Linked DNA regions of Sus scrofa: regions 2 and 3 are each linked to region 1. A link is a contact called in public Hi-C and HiChIP or PLAC-seq data. All regions are on one chromosome and are shown on one strand. The core of a region is the stretch at or near the end of the contact, and the rest is flanking DNA. Distances in the headings are between cores, read along the strand shown. Region 1 overlaps ZNF638 (zinc finger protein 638). Region 2 holds the start of PAIP2B (polyadenylate-binding protein-interacting protein 2B). Region 3 has its middle 9.2 kb from the start of DYSF.

Region 1 (3,873 bases), core at 379-2,878:
ATTAATATTTCGAATAGGCAATAGCTTTCTAAAAATATTTATCTCCAAAGTGCCACACTAAAGGTATTAACCAATCATACCTGAAATACTGTATAAATTTACTACCTATGAAAAAGAAAAAAATTGTTCTTACTGTTGACGTAACTGTCGGCAGCTCTCAATATGAGTAGATGTGTTTTGATGCTGAATCCAATCCTATTGTAAAGAAGACAATTGCACAAATTAGAATATTCTTCGGCTGACTAATGAAATTAGGCTTATTAAAATTACACGGTATACTTTGTTTTTTCAGACTCAAACAAATCTAGTTATAAATGCCATTTGGCTACTCAAATTTTCACAAACAAAAATAAAAGGCCTCCAAACAAAAGCACTTAATACCATACCTCATTGATACCATTTTAAAACATCTTAGTATAGAAAACATTTAAAAAAATCATACCCATGGATACCCATTTTGAAGTCAAATATATATTTAAACTTGGAAAAAATAAAAGCATGGATCAGAAATAACTCATCCCAAATATAAAACAACACTCTAGAGAACACTAAAAACTCTATAAATAGAAAGGTATCTGAAACGGCATCTTCAAAATATAGTCTCAATGCCCTACACCTCTCAAATTCAAGCTAACAACATTAACAACAAAAAATCCTACCTCTTAGACCAATACCATTCCAAACAAGGTACTCACTATATTGGCAAAGGACAAGATTAGTAAAAATATGAAAAAATTCTGCTGATTGAATCTAATTTATTTTCAGGGTATAATGGAAAGTAACACCATTTCAAAGACATGATGTCCCTTAAGTTTAGAACTTTACAATGAACAAAATACTTTATTGTACATAACTTCATTCACAAATTTGCCCTAAAATTACATTCTGTACCCATAAATTTCTCCTGGAAGATACATCTGATTTTTCTTTTAAGGCAATAATACAGTTTTCAAAGATACAGTCCCCCAAGTAAAATAATTACTTAAAAGCAACATGTATATTACTCAAAGTTTTACTGTTTCTCCAGCATTTGCAAAGGCAAAAAAATTACTGAACAGTTTTGTGTTTTATAACTTTCCTAGAGGAAAATGTTACTCATTTCCATTTCAAAAACATTTCAGTCTGTCATTGCTAAAGACGAACTAGAAATATTCACAGTTAAAAACCAGAGTTGACACTAATTTTGGAATCTGCCTTGTCAAGAACTACCTGAAAATAAGTGCACACTACTTGCAGTACTCAGCAGCAGGTTATGACAAACCCTAAACTATTTCATTAAGCCATGGAACTGATTGTGGATTGCAAAAAAGAAATGTCTGCACATCCTGCTCAGTGATACAAGTAGAAGTCTAGAAGAGATTGGCAGTTAAGGAGTCTCTAGTAATACTAAACCCATGTCTTTGACATTAACTGGATACTGTTTACATCAAACAGACACACTGGCAGGTACTGAGCTGGGCATGATTTACTTGGACCATAAGATGTTTCATTTGAATAAGTTGCCAACATATAAAATCCCAAAGATTTCCAGCTTTTCTTGAAAAAATATGAAGAAATAATACCGTACATGTATTTGATACAGCAGCTATCAGCTGATGCTGACAACTTATTTGAGGCATACTCCTCCAGTTCTATCTACATACACACACCTACTTTCTTTGTGTCTTAACAGGCCCACTGCACTCACTGACATTACTTGTTTTAAGCTCAGTAAATATATCTACGCCACTTCAATTTCTAGACTCTCCAGTAAGAAAAGGGTCCAAAAGCAGTGCTGCCTCTCCAGAGAAAAAGTGATAATTACCTACAAAGCAGGAGATGCAAGGACTGTAGACTTAAGTGGGCCCAGAATCAAACTGTGAAAAATACCTACCCTATCAGAGCTCTCTATCCTTCAATTACTTCAAAAATCTTTTACATTAGTCACTATTTTCTCAAACTGAATTATTTCTGTCAAAAGGTATGGTTCTATCCAAGGACATGCTTCTAAACCAAGTGGGAACAGTCAAAAAGACATAACTTCTAAATCAAGGGACTGCTCCTCCTCTGTTTGAACCTCAATTTAGAAAATAAATAATTTCACATTCCATTGTAGTCTTTTTCAGGCTATAGTTTTAGAGACTCAGAGGTGAGGAACATATTGTCACATGTTACTTAGCAAGAAAAAAATCTCCAATTGGTAATTTATATTTATTGGTTACATATGTATAATGTTGAATACATGCACACTTACAAGGCAGCAATATACGTCACAGAAAAAAGAGAGGTAGTTTGTACCACCTAAATCCACATCCACAAATCCCTATAATTTGTCATCCAGTAGTGAAGAATTCATTAGTTAGGTAAAATGAGCTGTTCTGTTAAAAGGTCTGTTTTAAATGACAATCTCTGCGAACTCTAATGATGATGCACTTTTTTCCCTAATTTTTACTTTTACCATATTAACCCATATTTTCCCCAACTTACACATGAATAACTAAGGTAGCCTCCAGTCAGGTGCCTAACCTATCAATTCTCATTTCCTATGCATCCGGAATACATCAGCCAGATTTACCTCCCTAAAATAATTTTTAACGTGTCACTTCACAGATTAAGAACCTTAATTACCTTCCTAATGCCTTCCACTTCAAGTCTAAACTCCTTAGGCTAGCTCTTCAGGGCCCTTCATACTTATTGTTGCTCTTATCTGAAATGTCATCCCTCCTCCCTTGAGTATATCTAAGCTTACTCATCATTCAAGACCCATCTTCAACCTACTCCATGAAGTCTTCCCCCCCACATCACTCCAGACAGACTTAGTGCAGCTCGTCACTCAGTCTTCTTTAACTAGACTACAGAAGTCTTCTGGTGTCAGAAAGTATAATACACTTTTAATTATATACTGCTAAATACACAAGAGATGTTAATAAATTGATAATGCTGGCCTGGACTGATATAAGCCTGTAATCAGGATAAAAATATTAAATCTCTCTCCCCCTATAGCATACCCAAACAAGTTAATTACGATCACTGAATCATTTGTTCCCCTCCAATATTTAAAAAATTTTCTAGGTGTGTAATTTTTCTCTTCAATGAGACTGTTAATAACTATGTAGAAGAACAGTTTTATACAGTTCATTTCCATCCCTGCACCTAATACAGTCATGTACAAAGCCAGTAAACAACTACTGAAAAAAATGTATATCATTTCTATTCTACAGACTAAAAGTTAAAACTCTTAAAGATATTTTTCCTGGCTTCATCATGACTACTTGAAAGTTCAAAATCACTGGAATACAGAGAGCCTAACACTCAATTCAGTGATTAGGCTAGGGCTATTTACAGATTTTAATTAAGCATTATGAATTATTCTAGGTTTTCCAAGGCTATGTGATCCCCTTTGATGGGGGAAAGCAATAATTATTTTATTAGAACTCAGCATATCTGGCTAAAATGAGGTAGAATGCGGCTTTCCTTTGCTGCAGTTAACCTTTATGACAAAAACATCAGTTCTAGGTATTAGATTTTTGTTGGCTGAAAGCTGGTGAGTGCGTAATAGACAATAAAAGGGGAGCACTGGAAAGAGGGGGAAAAAAAAAAAAAAAAAAAAAACGAAGAGAATTAACACCCTTAGACATTTAAGCCTATTCCAAGTATACAACCAATGCTATGGCCTTGAATCAAAGCTTGTTCCCATGGGAAGTACATTCCTTTCTGACCATTTGTAATATAAATCTTAAAATCACATTAGTAAATATAAGGAACAGTGGTTTTTCCAAACATACATAAGTAAATAAAACACACTTAGAAATTTCTATTCAAATCCACCAAATGATTACTATGAAAGAGTATAATCTATATTACTTTTTGGCATCTCCGTAAAATACTTCCCTC
Region 2 (3,873 bases), core at 585-3,084, 110 kb after region 1:
AGGGGCTTACATGATATAGCTTTGGAAAACAGATCTTCAGGTTCACATAGTATCTTTGCACGATCAGAATTACTCTTTGATCATCAAAGGACACTATCAACAGAGAAAGGCAACCCACAGAAGGGAAGAAGGTATTTGCAAATCATATATCTGATAAAGGATTACTATTCAGATATACACAGAACTCATGCAATTCAAAAGCAAACAACAACAAAACCAACCTGATTTTAAAATGTGCAAAGGATTTGTATAGATATTTCTCCAGAGAAGATATACAAATGTCCAAAAAGCACATGAAAATGTGCTCAACATCACTAGTAATTGGAAAAATGTAAACCCAAACTATAATGAGATACCACTTCACATTCATTAGAATAGCTACTATTCAAAAAAAAAAAATCAGGAAATAGCAAGGGTTGGCAGGATGTGGAGAAATTGGGAAACTTGTTCACTAACAGTGAGAATGTAAAATGTTGTAGCCTCTGTAGAAAACAGTGGTTCCTCCAAAAATTAAACATAGAATTACCATATGACCCAACAATTCTTCTTCTGAGTATATACCTAAAAGAACTGAAGGAATGAAAGGATATAAACATATACAACCATAATAGCATTACTCACAATACTCAAACTCTATTGGCAGGTTAATGGATAAATAAAAGGTGGTACACAATTAAATATTCAGCTTTAAAAAGCAATGAAATTCTGATACATGCTATAGTGCTCTAACATGGGTGAACCTTGAAGATATTATATTTAGTGAAATGTCATACACAAAAGGACAAATATTGCATAACTCCACTTATATAAAGTATCTACAAGAGTCAAACTCATAGACTCAAAACATAGAATGGTGATTTCCAGGGGATGAGGGAAGAGGAGATGGGACGTTATTGTTTAATGGGTGCAGAATTTCAGTTTGGGATGATGAAATCATTCTGGAGGTAGAGAGTGGGGACGGTTGCACAATAATGTGAATATACTTAATGCCCCTGAAACGTGTAGTTAAAATATCTAAAACAGTAAAAATTTATGTTATGTGTATCTTACCACAGTAAAAATAAAAGAGATACGCTTCGAGGAGGGAGAACTCATTGTCACTGCTGTGGCTCAAGTTACAAAAAAAGAAAAAGGAGAAATTCCCATTTCCAGAAGAATAAAATTCAAAGTCCTTAGAAGCAACGATTGGACAACTTAAGTCCAAAGGGAAAGTAAGGTTTTATTTTTTAAAACACTCAAGAAGCAGGATTTGTCTCTAGAAATGTGGGAGTCCTTCTGCTTCCCTCCAGCCTTTCCAAGGAGCCCTACTCCCCAAATTTCCACAACAGAGGCTGCTTCAGTTTTAAGTCAGTTTTGCTCAAGGCACCTCCCTTGGTAATTGACAGCTGGGGAAATCCCACTGAGGTCCGCCCACAGGCCCCTCTTCGCTAGACTGAGTGGCGCAACCGGTGGGAGGAGCTGCTGGCTCAGCCAATGGAAGGAAACCGGAGCAAGAGCTTGTGTAAACAAACCCAGAGGTGCTGCGCCTTGGGCTCCTCCCCCACGTGGGGGCCAGAGGGATCCCTGGCCCAGGGCCGATCCTGGACTAGCGTAGCGTCTTTTCAGCCAATCAGAGCTCATGTCTCTCGCAAGGCGACGCTCCATCCCTAGGGAAAGAACCAAGGGAGCGAAAAGACAGACATTAATACCAATCGGAAGCTGGAACTTCTGAGGGAGGGGGCGGGAATTGCTTCACGTTTAGACCAATAAGAAGCACACGTGCCGTTCTAGGCGACTGAGCGGCATCCTCCTACGTCCAATAGACGAATGGGGCGGTGCCCAGCAACCAATGGCTTCGGTTCGGGGGCGGGGTGAGGAGCTAGTGTGGTGTAAGAGGTAACCTGGCGAGTGGCAGCAGCGCTCCTCGGGTCCTGTGGCTCACGCTTTGGTACTAGAGGCCGGACTGTTCTGGCGACCGCGACCTCTGCGGCAACGGCTGAAGTTCTCGGAGGAGTATCGGAGTACGGTCTGGAGGAGAGGCTTCTGGTCTGCCCAGGTGGGCTCGGTCGCCCGGGCTGCCGGGGAGGAAACCTGAGGGAAGCGCCGTTCTGTCGACTCTGGGGGTGCCCTGCGCCTCCTTTTCCGCCGCCGTCGGGATTGTGAGGGGCTGCGCGCGGCTTCCTGAGCTCCTGAGGGGAGGGTTAGCAGACAGGTCCCATGTCGCAGTCATCGGCGAGAAGGGGCGGTCGCTGGGATCAGCCCCTGTTCCTCGGGGGTGCTGGGCGGTCTTTAGTCCCTTTCTCCCCCAACAGGCGCACTAGTCTTCCACCCTCAACTTCCCTGAACCCTCTTAATCCCCTTCTAACGGACTAAAATCTCTGTCTTGCGAGTCCTCTTAACTGCCCCGGTGCTACACTGCTAAGCAAATTGGCTAGTACTGCCTCCTCGCGTCCTCTTCCCAGAGATAGGAAGGGGGAGGAGTCGCGCACGTTCGCCCCTCCCCCATTCAAGGCGCCCCCGGACCCCCCCCCCCGCATTATTTGCTTTTCTTAAACTCCTTCTGCTTCCTCTGCTACTCTAGTCCTCTTTCTTGACACCTAATTTGAGTTAGGAACCTTGGCCACTTCTCTTCCTTTCAGCCAGTAAGTCCTTTACTCCTTCCCACCCCCCTAAATTTCATTCTCACCTTTCATGGAAACTAACATTTTCCACTCGCCCCTTACAGGCAGCTGGAAGGTGAACGCGAGAGAGGAAGAATACACTGTACAGGGAACTTTGCAAGGTTGGGAACTTTTAATCGGTTTTGTTAATGGTAAACCATTCTTGCCTTTCTTAAAAAGGCATCTGATCATTATATCCTTGCCGGAATCTTTGTCCCATTACAGTTGTTTTGGTAATAATTTTTGAACATGCAGACGAGAAGGGTTATTGGCAGCAAGAAATTTTAAATGTTATTTTTAAGTAGATAGAATTGGATTATACTTGAAACAGCTTAACGGCGCTTCTAGAGTTTGCAGGGTAAGTAAGGACTTGACCATCCTACTTTGTCATAACATATAGGATACACATTAGCTGTATTGCACAATGTGATTTGATCTCACTCAGCCTGTGGATAATATAGCATTGACTCTGTTTAAAAACAGCATTGTTTATTCCCCTTTCACAATTTGTGTTCACCTTCATAGTTATCAGTTTGGATTTCAATAGTGTTGGTTCTATCCATATGTTTCTAGATAGAAGTACCAATTATGTTGTGCCTAAATAAAATATGCCAAGAATTTTATGAGGAAAAGGTAACTTATTGTACTCAGTTTTGATTGAGACTTTAGAGTTTTGAAAATATTAGTGTATTTGTTTGACAGTGAGGATTTTGTTGGTAGGGATGGAGGAAATTGAAGTATTGGGTTAAGCCTGATGGGTCCTTTAGCCTGTGTGCGTGGGGATGGGGTGAGGGAGAAAGAACACACACGTGTACAAAACCTTGTAGATTCTAACAGTGCTTAGTTCCATGACTTTATGTGAATTGAAATTGGTTTTTCTAGTTTTTAGTGGGGCGATGTAAGCAGTGAGTTTAACATCATCTCCACTGTGTTTTGGCCAGAATTTTGCAAGCTTTTGTGAAAAATTCTTATTTTTTCCTTACACTATTTGTGACATATATATCAATATGCTTCCTTGTATTTTACTATGGTAAGATTGTATCTTGTATATAGAGAAATAAGTCTAATAGAGTGAATTAAAAGGAATCTTTGAGGAGGCAGCATTGTCTAATGGACCATATGTTTGATCCTTGTTAATACAGGAAATCACACTGAAAAGAGGAAGGTCTTAAAACTGTTCTAACAAATGCCCAGGTGTATAGAACAATAAAAAGAATTTATGACAGAACTATTA
Region 3 (3,873 bases), core at 786-3,285, 100 kb before region 1:
AGAGTGAATGGTCTGCAGCTCGAAGACCAGGGCCCTCAGCCAGGCTGCTAGTCCCAGCTCTGCAGGTGACCCACAGATCTGACCTGCCCAGAGCAGGAGGATGCAGAGGAAGTGTTTGGGGGGGCCCCATGTGTGCCCCTGTCCTTCCCCTGGAAACACCTTGATAAACCTCATTTCCAGAAGCAACTTCAGGAAATTGGTCAGAGCAGGTCAAAGCACCATGTTAGGAAAAAACACAGCTGGAGTGCACCTCCCACTACTCCCCCCACCCCCCGCCAAGCTCCCTCAACCTCACTCTGGTGCACACTGCTTTCCAGGCCACAGGCCCACTCAGCAACTCTTTGAGAAACTGGAAATCTCACACCTGGGAATATCTGTGTGTGTGTGTGTGTGTGTGTCTTGCATTCTGAGTATCAACTCCTTGGAGGTGCAGGTGTCACATGTGCTCCCAGTATGCATGTGTCTGGGAACAAGTAGGTCCAGGAGCTCGTGAAACTGAAAGGGAACATCTGCTGGATGGCCAGAGACAAGCTGATGTTATGATTTCTGGAGGCCTGGGATGTGGCCAGATCTTAGGGACCACGGGTGAGGCAGGTAATAGAGGCTGAGAGGTAATCTGCAGGGTGGGTGGGGAGGTGGGGTCTTGCACTCATACCCCCAGGTCCTTCTCCCCCAGTGTGAATTCAAACCCACAGACCCAGCTGTGGAGACCCCCAGCTCTGGCTCTGTCAGGAGGCTGGTCCTTCCCGAGAAGCAGAAAGGGCCCAGCCCTCACCTCCCAGAGAAGTGGGTGAGAAGACCTCCCCGGCAGGAACTCCCAATCTTACAGGGGAACCTCACTCTGCTGACTGAAGTACCACCCCCAACGTGCTCCACTTCCCACTGCCCAAAGCAAGGATCAGATCCTTGGACGGTGGGCGGCGCCTCTGTCCCCAGAGCCGCCTGCCTGCCAGTCCAGCCTGTGATAGAGAGCAAAGGCCGAGCAGAGCCGCCAGGCCTCGGCCGGGAAGAGAGCAGGATTATTAATTGGCTCGGGACCAGCCTTCCGGAGAGAGGCGGGGAGCCCTGCAGTACAACGCTTTGCAGCCCACAGCGCAGAAAGGCCTCTTTTAGGACATACAGAGAGCGGGAGGGGAGATGCTAGCCCCGACTTCCAGGCCCCCCTTAGCCCCAGTCCCGGTTCAGCTTTCAGGCCAAGGAGAAGCAACGCTCAGCCACCTCTCCCTCGTCGCCTCAGTTTGTCTCTGAGTCGCCTCTCCCCAAGGGTGCGTGTCTTTGCAACAAAGCCACTCAGCCCTGAGGGGTCTAGTCTCACCTCCCGGTGCTCTCCCGGGTGGAGAGAGGCAGTGTCCGCTCCCCGACCCCCACGCTCCCGGTCCAGGGGCATTGTGGGCCCCTCCTACCTGCAAACACAGCAGAGCAGTAGGCATCGCTGATGTCGGAGTCCTGGGTGTGGACGTTCTCCGCGTAGAGGATGAAGACCCTCAGCATGACTGGCGCGAGTCAGGGCCTCGTGCGCCCAGGGCGCAGAGAGGGCTGGGGAAGGTCGCGGAGGGCCGAGGCGCAGCTCGCGGATCCCCTCACTGGAGAGGGCTGGCGGTGGGAGGCGGGTTCTGATCACTGGCTCCTGGCTCAGAGCAGCGACTCTTCAAGAGGAACAGGCGGTCTCGGACGGCTCCAGGGGCCTCCGCTCGGTCCCCGCCCCGGCTGCGCTTAGCCCGCTGGTCAGCGAGCGCTCTGAGAACAGGGGCTTCTGCTCATCTTCCGCCCCCGCCGCCCGACCCGGGCTCGGCTGAGCTGTAATTCAATGCTCCGGCCGCAGACTCTCCCAATGACACGGCATTTTGCACCTGGCGGTGGAACAGCGGACTGGGCGGCGGCCGCGATGGCTGGGGACTGGACCAGGGCTCCGGGCACCCAGCGCAGTCCAAATCTCGCTCCCGGACAGGAGAAAGGCTTGGTCCCTCCCCTGACCTTCCACCTCAGGCAGTGCGCGACGCCAAGCCTGTCGCCTCCTCCCGCTGCGGGGATTCCAGCACTCTCCCTCGGAGCCAGCCGGACCGCCCGAGGGACACGCTGGGGAGCAGGCGCAGGGCCTGCGCTTTCCCGAGAGAAGACCGAGCTGAGGAATTTCATTGACCGGCAGCGCCTGCTGCCTTAGAAACTTTGTACGCCTCTTCTCCGGTTGTAAAAACAAAACATGCTACTTTTAACACAAAAGCATAAAAGAAAGGAATCGCTGAGTCTGAAAATTACAGTATTAACATTTGGATATTTACCAGCCCAGGCTTTCCCCTGTGAATGGCATGCCTAGAAACATGTAAATGACAGTATTTATTGTATACTTGAGATCTGAGTGTGTGCAGTCCTGTGTCCTTTTTCAAGTAACATTTTCTTGCATCATTAAACATTCTTTATAATTTTTTTCAATAGCTACATAATTTTCTATGGTATGAATGTACTGCATTCACAAAGCTTTCTTCTATTGCTGCGCACTTAGGCTCTTCCCAGATTCTTAGCATCATAAAGTGAGAAATCTATTTTGATAAAAAAAAAACTGAGATAAAACCCATCTCCAGCCCCCTCTACTTGTTCCTCAGATGGGATTCCTAGCTTTGGAATTATAAGGGCACAGGACATGCCTTTTTTAGGCCCTAGTACCTGTTGCTAAACTGCTTTCCGGGAGCTGTGTGGACCCACTCCCAGCAGTTTGGTGACTCACCTCCTAAAGTGGGCCACTTGGATGGATATGAGTGTGCAGCTGTCAGCACAACTTCTTCCCCAGCAGCACAGGGGTAGCACACACTCCCAGGGCAGGAAGGTCAGCTGCTGACAGGGAGCTGGCTTTGCCTGATATGAAGGTACCAGGAGGGATCAACACTCCCTCAAAAGTCTGTGATTTCAAGCTCAGAATAACAGGAGTTCCCGTCGTGGCTCAGTGGTTAATGGACCTGACTAGTATCCATGAGGATGTGGGTTCAATTCTTGGTCTTGCTCAGTGGGTTAAGGATCTGGCATTGCCATGAGCTGTGGTGTAGGTCGAAGACGCGACTCAGATCTGGCATTGCTGTGGCTGTGGTGTAGGCCAGCAGCTTCGGCTACAATTCAACCCTTAGCCTGGGAACCTCCAAATGCCATGGGTGTGGCCCCAAAAAGACAAAAAAAAAAAAAAAGAAAGAGATCAGAATAACAGATATTTCTTGGAATCATTTATGGTCCACCTGCTGCAATCTGCACATCCTCTCTCGCTTGCCTTTATTTAACACAATATGCGCTTAGGGGGAAAGTAAAATGAAAGGGCTTACATTTAATCATTCATTCAACAATTATGTATAGAATTCTACAACATGCCAAGCACTGTCCTTGGTGATGGGGACACAAGGGCGAACACAAGTGTCCCTGTTATGGGGCTGAACTGAGTTCTCCTAAAACCTGTACATTGAAGTACTAACCCCAGTTAAGAATGTGACTATAGGGAGTTCCTTGGTGGCCTAGCAGTTAAGGATTTGGCATTGTCACTGCTGTGGTGCAGGTTCAATCCCTGGCCCAGGATCTTCTGCATGCTGCAGGCATGGACAAAAAAAATAAAGAATGTGACTGTATTTGTAGATAGGGCCTTTAAAAACTTTGTTAAGGAGTTCCCGTCGTGGCGCAGTGGTGAACGAATCCGACTAGGAACCATGAGGTTGCGGGTTTGGTCCCTGCCCTTGCTCAGTGGGTTAACGATTCGGCGTTGCCCTGAGCTGTGGTGTAGGTTGCAGACATGGCTCGGATCCCACGTTGCTGTGGCTCTGGCGTAGGTCGGTGGCTTCAACTCCGATTCGACCCCTAGCCTGGGAACCTCCATATGCCAAGGGAGCGGCCCAAGAAATA

The links. A called contact is a pair of places that touch in the nucleus more often than the background predicts. HiChIP or PLAC-seq counts read pairs in DNA pulled down with a chosen protein or histone mark.
Region 2: a Hi-C map of skeletal muscle shows a contact between it and region 1, with 2.5 times the contacts expected there. The contact joins the promoter of PAIP2B here to the enhancer-like site in region 1. A contact is called at or near these places in 10 of 47 Hi-C or Micro-C datasets (embryonic fibroblasts, epiblast stem cells, heart right ventricle and 4 more) and 1 of 2 datasets of contacts at active chromatin or transcription factors (skeletal muscle).
Region 3: an H3K27ac HiChIP or PLAC-seq map of skeletal muscle shows a contact between it and region 1. The contact joins two enhancer-like sites. A contact is called at or near these places in 2 of 47 Hi-C or Micro-C datasets (embryonic fibroblasts and skeletal muscle) and 1 of 2 datasets of contacts at active chromatin or transcription factors (skeletal muscle).

Annotation. Positions count from the first base shown.
Region 1 is chr3:71,344,978-71,348,850 of Sscrofa11.1, forward strand. It overlaps ZNF638 (zinc finger protein 638), which reads right to left. Exons shown (of 28, transcript XM_013996059.2): 3 at 134-195. Among named protein-coding and RNA genes, the nearest start is that of ZNF638, 77 kb to the right of the region's middle. Within about 2 kb of position 1,629, at least 1 of the 83 cell types and tissues checked has an H3K27ac peak or open chromatin away from gene starts, as enhancers often do. A contact at or near this core is called in skeletal muscle, where this site is marked.
Region 2 is chr3:71,450,919-71,454,791 of Sscrofa11.1, forward strand. It overlaps PAIP2B (polyadenylate-binding protein-interacting protein 2B), which reads left to right and starts at 1,835. Exons shown (of 4, transcript XM_013996061.2): 1 at 1,835-2,035.
Region 3 is chr3:71,244,901-71,248,773 of Sscrofa11.1, forward strand. No RefSeq gene overlaps it. Among named protein-coding and RNA genes, the nearest start is that of DYSF, 9.2 kb to the left of the region's middle. Within about 2 kb of position 2,036, at least 17 of the 83 cell types and tissues checked have an H3K27ac peak or open chromatin away from gene starts, as enhancers often do. A contact at or near this core is called in skeletal muscle, where this site is marked.